Regions from separate parts of the Salmo salar genome. Here region 1 is linked to region 2. The links are chromatin contacts, called in public Hi-C maps. All regions are on one chromosome and are shown on one strand. Each heading gives the region's core, a stretch centred on a gene start, on an enhancer-like site or on the middle of the called end of the contact. The rest is flanking DNA. Distances are from core to core; before and after follow the strand shown. Region 1 holds the start of LOC106569810 (CTD small phosphatase-like protein). Region 2 overlaps LOC106569810 (CTD small phosphatase-like protein).

Region 1 (4,121 bases), core at 698-3,197, 38 kb before region 2:
TATAATAACCAGATATCTGTATAATGCCCAGATAACTGTATAATAACCAGATAACTGTAAAATACCCAAATAAATGTATACCAGACATGCCTAGACTACTCAAGTCTCTGATAGCCTTTACCTCTGGCAACCTGGGGAGCCACAATATCCACTATTATTCTGGTTCAGATTATGTTCCATGTTTAGGCTCCCGAGTGGCGCAGCGGTCTAAGGCACTGCATCTCAGTGCGAGAGGTGTCACTACAGTCCCTGGTTCAAATCCATCTGATGACAAATGACATCTGGCTGTGATTGGGAGTCCCATAGGGCGGTGCACAATTGGCCCAGCGTCATCTGGGTTTGGCCCGGGGTAGGCTGTCATTGTAAATAAGAATTTGTTCTTAATTGACTTGCCTATTTAAATAAAGGTTACATAAAAAAAATATATAGGCTATCCATATGTAAATCAGGCTACTAAAACCAGGGTGTGTCCTAGTACATACAGTAGACTCATAGGGCTATGTACAATGTGGCTCTAGGTTTAGCCTATCATCACCACTATCAGAAGACCAAGCCTCCTGTGAACAAACCAGACCATGTGCATCATCCTCCCCATCTGTCAATACCACTTGAGGGAAGGGGGACACCTAGTCAGTTGTACAACTGAAATGTGTCTTCCGCATTTAACCCAACCCCTCTGAATCAGAGAGGTGCGGAGGACTGCTTTAACCCAACCCCTCTGAATCAGAGAGGTGCGGAGGACTGCTTTAATCGACATCCATGTCTTCGGTGCCCGGGGAACAGTGGGTTAACTGCCTTCTTCAGGGGCAGAACAACTGATTTTACCTCGTCAGCTCGGGGATTCGATCAAACAACCTTTTGGTTATTGGCCCACTAGGCTACCTTCATCATCAGCTTCAGAGGTGTTTCTCAAATTTCAAGTTTTAATGTCACATGCACAAGTATGGTAAAATGCCTTTCTTGCAAACACAAAACCCAACAATGCAATAATCAATAACAATGTATTACTATAAAAAAACACATGAGAAATAAGAATACACAATAAAGTAAGTAAGTAAGCATATTACAGACAGGAAATATTAAAAAAGTCAGTGGTATATGGTGTCGTTAACATCTGTGATCACTAGAGGAAGACAAAGCCTATAAAAAAAATGATATTCTACTGTGTGAAGTAGTGTTGTCCTTGCAATGGATCTTTATTAATAAAATGTCAATTAATGTTTATTCTAATCATTTTAGGGGGTAAAAGTTGAGCTGTTGGGGGGCTCAGGGAGATCAAAATGATGGTAGCCTATAGGAGGAGGAGATGCAGAATTGAAATCTAAAAATGCACAATACAAAGGTCATAAATCCATAAAAACCTGTAGCAATCAATAGGCTGTTAATAATAATATAGCGTGCTTGTCTATGGAGAGCGAGAAGAGACCACAAGGATTTTGACACGTTATGATGATCAATTCTTTCATTCTTTATTGATGAATGACACACACACACACACACACACATAAATGTGGTCATGGAATCTAGCTTTATTGATGCACTCATTAAACAGTATTTGCCATGAATCAGTGATAAGGAAAGTATGTGTAAATAAACATTAAAACATAGGCTGCTCTTAATATATATATATATATATATATATATACACACACAAACAAAGTGTGCTATGCAACTGGTAGGCCTAACTGCTGTGTATTTTCGCTCCTCAGCTGAAATCTAACCCACATTCAGCCCCCTCACGGAACCTCCACCCACACGAAGACAGAGATAGGCTGCACAGCTCTGAAGGCATTCATATGATGTGTCGGTAAGATGAGAGCGACGCCAGAAGGAAGCTTGTGATTGGAATTCAACACTTTGGCCACTCGATGGCGCCTATGTCATTTCTGCTGGATTTGTCCAGTGGTGCTGATTGGGTTCATGCTGATCGTGGACCCAATCCGTCCATCTCAAGGTTCCACATGCAAATACTGGAGAGAGAAAAAAAACAAGCATTCACAAGCGGTTTTACAGGTGGAGTATAGTTATTGAGATAAAATATGAATCTGTGTCATTATGGACATATACATGTTTTGACCTAATTCATGCATTGACTGGAATCTAACCCAAATCTAACATGTTCAGATTTAAATTGTGCACAAGCTATGATGTACTGGCCATCAATCATAGACTGACAATCTTTTTTTTTGTTGTTGCAACATTTCAGAAGGCAGTGACTCAAATATCATTGACCCAAAGTGGTACGTCGATAAAGCCATAGCTACTGAGGTATTATTTTCTATCCATGGGAGGGGGTTCCTAGAAACCGCCCCCTCCCACTTGAGCGCTGCTCGCTTTCTGATCCATTTCGTGAATATCAAATACACACGACGCCTCCATGTTGGAAAGAGTGTAGAGGGGGCATACAATTATTTTTTGAAAATGAGAGTTCAAAGAAACGGGATTATCGGAACTGTCCCACTTTCGTATTGAAACTTGACCGAGGCGAGAGCGGGAGGTCTTTTTTTTTGTTTCTTCCGTCGTTTCATCATTGTTTCAGTCAACGTTAATTTTTATGTTGAATTGAACACTGATATCAGTTCAAGGCTAGCTCTAGTTGCTAGCCAGACGTTAGCAACGTTTTCTTATTTTTTTGTTCAACGTTGGGAGTTTGTTTTGCCCATGCTGTTCTTGAATGTTGCTTGCTAAATTGGATATTCCCAGCGATTGACAAGTGTTGGTATTTTACCTTTAAACCACTAGCTAGTTACATGTAGCCCCTCCTGTGTCCCGTCTCAGTCCATTTGGCCATCGTTACACTAGCTAGCTAGTTTAGGGCCCGGCTGCCATTTCAACACAGCTAGCAAGGTAGCTAACGTCTAGGCTAACGTTAACCATTGTGGACTAGGACTAGCTGGACATCTTGTTTTTGTAGAAAACAAACAAGCAAGCAAATAAACATTTTAAAAACGAACCAAAAAGGAATAACCATCCGTCGCAATGGACCACACGTCTATAATAACCCAGGTTTCCAACCCAAAGGAGGAGGAGATTATCTCGTTTAATCAGGAGAAAGGTAAGAAAAAAAAAGCCCACATGAATTTACGGTAGCTAGTTGACAAGCATCACCAGTGGTTGTTGGGAAAGCGCTCTGGCTGTCAGAAACTGTTGCGGTATTATCGCTATGCTACAATGGAATGACATGATGATGGATTGGAGAGGACTAACCCGTTTTATAGACGCTAACTACCTTAAAACGAACACCTTTTTGATAAATGTGTTTTTTTTTTTAAACTGTTTTTCCATGTATAAATACGTTATTCAATGCGTCTCTATGGGCTAATAGGAGAAAGATCAAATTATGTTTCATCATATTTTTTATAAGGGGATCCTAACATTTTAAATCAAATAGCTTAATGATCCCGTAGGACGGTTTTAGTAGCCCCCCCCCCCCAATAAGGATTAAAGTGTCTGACCTATATCGGAACGATATAAGAAAGATCATACCAAAAAAAAGTGGACTCATAGTTAACAAAACAAATAAGAACTCAACTACTTCCATATACAGTGCCTTTCAGTAAGTATTCACACCCCTTGACTTTTTCCAAAATGATGTTGTTACAAAGTGGGATTAAAATGTAGCTCAGTTGGTAGAGCATGGTGTTTGTAACGCCAGGGTTGTGGGTTCGATTCACACGGGGGCCAGCACAGAAAAAAAATAAAAATAATTATGCATTCACTACTGTAAGTCGCTCTGGATAAGAGTGTCTGGTAAATGACTCAAATGTAAATGTAGTTGTAATTCTTTGTCAACGATCTACAGAAAATACTCTGTCAAAGTGGGAGAAAAATGCTAATATTTGTATACATAAAACAAAAAACTAATATTTCTTGATTAGATAAGTACTCAACCCCCTGAGTCAATACAAGTTAGAATCACCTTTTGCAGCGATTACAGCTGTGAGTCTGTTAAATCTGTAACAGCTTTCCACACCTGGATTGTGCAACATTTGCCAATTATTTTCTAAATCCTTCAAGCTCTGTCAAATTGGTTGTTGATCATTGCTAGACAACCATTTTCAGGTCTTGCCAAAGATTTTAAAGCAGATTTTTAAGTCAAAACTCACTCGTCCACTCAGGAA
Region 2 (4,406 bases), core at 478-2,977:
GCGACGTATCGCGAGGTGATATAGAGAGCAGCTGTTGCTTAGCGACGTATCGTGAGGTGATATAGAGAGCAGCTGTTGCTTAGCGACGTATCGTGAGGTGATATAGAGAGCAGCTGTTGCTTCACCAGGTATCTCTACCTGAAAATGTATGATCTAGGTGGTTGATAGTTGGTATTCAGCAGTCATAAAAGTATGCCTTATTTACTTTGAACAACTACTAAATAGTGACTTTGTCAGACAGCAGCTCTATAGAGATGAGATGATGACTTGGAATGAAATAATAAAGTCATCAAATAAGACAAATGTAATGTATACAACAACTGAAATATATAAAGTGATAAGCTGTAATGGGCAGTCACTACCCTCATGGGACTTTTATTAATTGTTTTATTCTGTGTTACAGCATTCAACCCAAATAATCGAAACCGAAATTGAAAACTGTGATTTATTTTTTTTAAGAATTGAACCGACTTCAAAAAGCACTTCTCTCGTCACTGAAAGCAGTCTGTGCTGCAGATAAAACAACAGAGAGCGAGTCACTGTTTCCTTAAACCTTTACAGACCTCTGTTCCTCCTCAACAACTTCCAGTAGGACAGATCCAGGCTGTGTCTGCTGTGATCTAGCAGCACTGTGTGTTTTGTAAAGCAGTCTGAGTTTATAGATAACCAACTCTGAGAGTGGCACCATTTTCTTACCTGTTCTGGGAAAGAAAAGTCATTTTTAAAGGTAGCTAACTAGTTAGTGCAAAGCAAGCTGCCGGCACACCTGACGGGTAGATCAGAAGATTCAAAAGTCTCCTCTTAGATCTATGCAAATGGAAGTAATTTAATTGCCAAGCTTTTGGTCACAGTAGAGGCTATTTTGTCCCATGTTAGAGAGTCAACAGCAGTAGAGACTGTTCTGTCCCATGTTAGAGAGTCAACAGCAGTAGAGACTGTTCTGTCCCATGTTAGAGAGTCAACAGCAGTAGAGACTGTTCTGTCCCATGTTAGAGAGTCAACAGCAGTAGAGACTGTTCTGTCCCATGTTAGAGAGTCAACAGCAGTAGAGACTGTTCTGTCCCATGTTAGAGAGTCAACAGCAGTAGAGACTGTTCTGTCCCATGTTAGAGAGTCAACAGCAGTAGAGACTGTTCTGTCCCATGTTAGAGAGTCAACAGCAGTAGAGACTGTTCTGTCCCATGTTAGAGAGTCAACAGCAGTAGAGACTGTTCTGTCCCATGTTAGAGAGTCAACAGCAGTAGAGACTGTTCTGTCCCATGTTAGAGAGTCAACAGCAGTAGAGACTGTTCTGTCCCATGTTAGAGAGTCAACAGCAGTAGAGACTGTTCTGTCCCATGTTAGAGAGTCAACAGCAGTAGAGACTGTTCTGTCCCATGTTAGAGAGTCAACAGCAGTAGAGACTGTTTTGTCCCATGTTAGAGAGTCAACAGCAGTAGAGACTGTTCTGTCCCATGTTAGAGAGTCAACAGCAGTAGAGACTGTTCTGTCCCATGTTAGAGAGTCAACAGCAGTAGAGACTGTTCTGTCCCATGTTAGAGAGTCAACAGCAGTAGAGACTGTTCTGTCCCATGTTAGAGAGTCAACAGCAGTAGAGACTGTTCTGTCCCATGTTAGAGAGTCAACAGCAGTAGAGACTGTTCTGTCCCATGTTAGAGAGTCAACAGCAGTAGCAGGGATAGACTGTAGTTCAGAGAGTCTGACTAACGGTGACCTTGCTTGGCCTCTGGTGTCAATACCCAAAATATCTTTCTCGTAATCCCCCTCTTCTTCTCTTCCTCTCTTTTACTTGGTACAGTTTCTCTCTCTCTCTGTCATAGTTTGTTAGAGAGAAAGGCAGAGAGAAACAGAGAGATTTGTTTTGGCGGAAAAAGGGAAGGAGGAGGAGAATAATACTTTAAAGGGGGCAGGAGAAGATTAGTTTTCCTTTCTTGAAGGCGACTGAATGGGTGTGCTAGCCTAAAATCTATGGCACAGTGCAAGCTCTCCCTCTGCTGTGTGACTGTTGTATTACACCACTGTGGAACAGTTTCTGAGACACACTGACATGTTGTGTTTTATCTCTTCTCTCTACAGCCCATTAGCAATGCTGACTTCATAGTCCCAGTGGAGATAGATGGCACTGTTCATCAGGTACTGTAGGATCACTTCTGTCTTCATTCACTTTTAAATACTGGTTATTGGATTATGCCCACCCAGAGTCATTAGTGTCTGCAACGGTGATGTCAGAAATGACAAATTTTACTTTTATAGAAGCCACATTTTTAAAAAGTAATATTTTCACAAGTCTTTCGAAACCCGACCAAATGTTCCACTGTTGCTCCCAGTTCCTCTGAGCTCAACAACTCCGGAGGAAGAGGAGGAGGAGGAGGAGAAAGGTTGTGACCCAGTTCAAGTAATCCAGGATAGGCTGTGTGTATCCTGGTTGGCCTATTCATGATTACTTGTACTGGGTGGCAGCTACTGCTACTGGGAAAGAGGATAGCTGTCTGATTGTTTCACTTAATGTGTGTATGATCAGTGCTTGTAGTTGTTGTAATTCTGACTGATTTCAGGTGTATGATCCCAAAACACTGGTTGTAGGTGTAATAGTATGGCATTGGATAAAGCTCAATGTTAAATTCAAATCTCCCTACCATCATGTCTGTGCAAAGTTGATTAGCAAATTTTTATCGGCTTGGAGGTACACAACACGCTCCTCGCCTCTAGTCATGAGCTGTTCGGCAATTACCGAGAACCGCATACTGTATTTTTAACAGGGTCGTTAGCATTAGGAACAAAATACAATACTCCAAATTTGCATTGACTGTGTCAAGTTACTTTTCAATGCGTTCCGGAAAACCTGAGGTCCACCATCCAAGTAAAAAGTTGCCAGGGGGGTACAGCTGCACCCAGGTTAAATAACACCAACATCATTGCTTGCCTGCATGACCTTTGTGCAGTTAAAAGAAAATGCCATGCTTGCTAACTTGGTTAGCGATGTGACTATTTTCAACACATCAACTGTTTTAGACAACAACAAAAATAAGTTTTACCAAGCAATATAAATAAATGCTTAGTAGTGAGTGAATGAGCAACAAAAGTCCCGTTCCCCCAGTCCTGACACACCCACACAGTGTGCTTATTTTCAGTTATTAGGTGGCTCTTAAAAGAGCATCTTTGAGTGCCATTGGACAGGGAGTGTGTGTGTGTGTGTGTGTGTGTGTGTGTGTGTGTGTGTGTGTGTGTGTGTGTGTGTGTGTGTGTGTGTGTGTGTGTGTGTGTGTGTGTGTACTACTGCTCATATCTTGCTACTACGGAGGAGACTGGAGATAGAATACATCATTGCCCTCATCCGTCAGATTCATGCCACCCCCTACGCTACATCCCAGGGACACGCTGCTTAATGACCAGGTGGGAGGATTGTGTTCCCTGAAATGCGTACACCAGCTGATTGACGGAGCGCCCGGCCCTCTCTATGCACTTTTTTTTTTTCATCTTCTGGTCTCACTGGAACATCCAGCGCAGCGCGATATCAAGAGAGGACCACCGTCGTCCCGGGAAACATTCGGATGACCGCCTCTAAATCTGTGTATCAGCCGCACCAGTGCCGTCCCCTCGGTTTAATCCCAAGACGTTTCCAGCGAGGTGGATGACTAGGATGTCAAGGGGGGAGAAGTAGCACAGTCCCTCTGCTGGCGCAGAACACAGAGCAGTTTGTGCCACTTCATGCCTTGCTCTCCCGAGCCACTTAATGTGACAGTCAATGTATTATGGGTTTGGGGTCAAAACGTTTACACAGATCAGACACGAACAGAGTAGGATTAGCTCAGTTTCAAAGGTGTTTATTAAAATAATAGTCAAAAAGAAAAGGTCTCCCCCATGGGGGGGATCAAAAACTGAACTCCCTCCTGTTACCTCTGGTACCGTCCCCAACTATACAGGAGTCCTTTCCTCCCCCAGTCTCTCTCTGTGTGCTGCCCTTCTGGCAGCTTTATGGGACTTGTACAGCTGGTGAGCAATCAGCTCTTGATTACTCACCAATCCCCAATCAGCCCCAATTAGTCCTGGGCAGAGAGCCCGTCGAGACCTGGCACGTCCAACAGATGGAGCCATCGCCTCGTGATGTATACTCCGTCTGTCACCAGGCCTCGACGAGTCTCCCCCTGGTGGCTGACCTGCTGTACGCCACAGTATGTAAACAGTTAATGGGTAGGCTACATGGTGATTATTGTGTATTTTCCAGGAACTTCCTCTTATTGTCTTGTTAACTGGAACATTTTCCCTGATCTCTTTTTTTTCTCCTTATTGGCTTAAATGGGTTTCTGTTTTTTTTGTAGTTTTTTTCGCTTCCCTATGTAAAATCAGCTATTAATGTTAAAAAAGTACTAACTACATTATTTCTGTTGCCATTAGTTATGTTGGTG

Evidence for each region. A called contact is a pair of places that touch in the nucleus more often than the background predicts.
Region 1: a Hi-C map of muscle shows a contact between it and region 2, with 8 times the contacts expected there. The contact joins the promoter of LOC106569810 here to the enhancer-like site in region 2. A contact is called at or near these places in 3 of 3 Hi-C or Micro-C datasets (blood, gill and muscle).

What each region holds. Positions count from the first base shown.
Region 1 is chrssa14:46,686,348-46,690,468 of Ssal_v3.1, reverse strand. It overlaps LOC106569810 (CTD small phosphatase-like protein), which reads left to right and starts at 1,947. Exons shown (of 8, transcript XM_014141438.2): 1 at 1,947-2,013. The coding sequence starts at 1,962.
Region 2 is chrssa14:46,647,967-46,652,372 of Ssal_v3.1, reverse strand. It overlaps LOC106569810 (CTD small phosphatase-like protein), which reads left to right. Exons shown (of 8, transcript XM_014141438.2): 5 at 2,077-2,133. Among protein-coding and RNA genes, the nearest start is that of LOC106569810, 38 kb to the left of the region's middle. Within about 2 kb of position 1,727, at least 2 of the 13 cell types and tissues checked have an H3K27ac peak or open chromatin away from gene starts, as enhancers often do. A contact at or near this core is called in muscle, where this site is marked.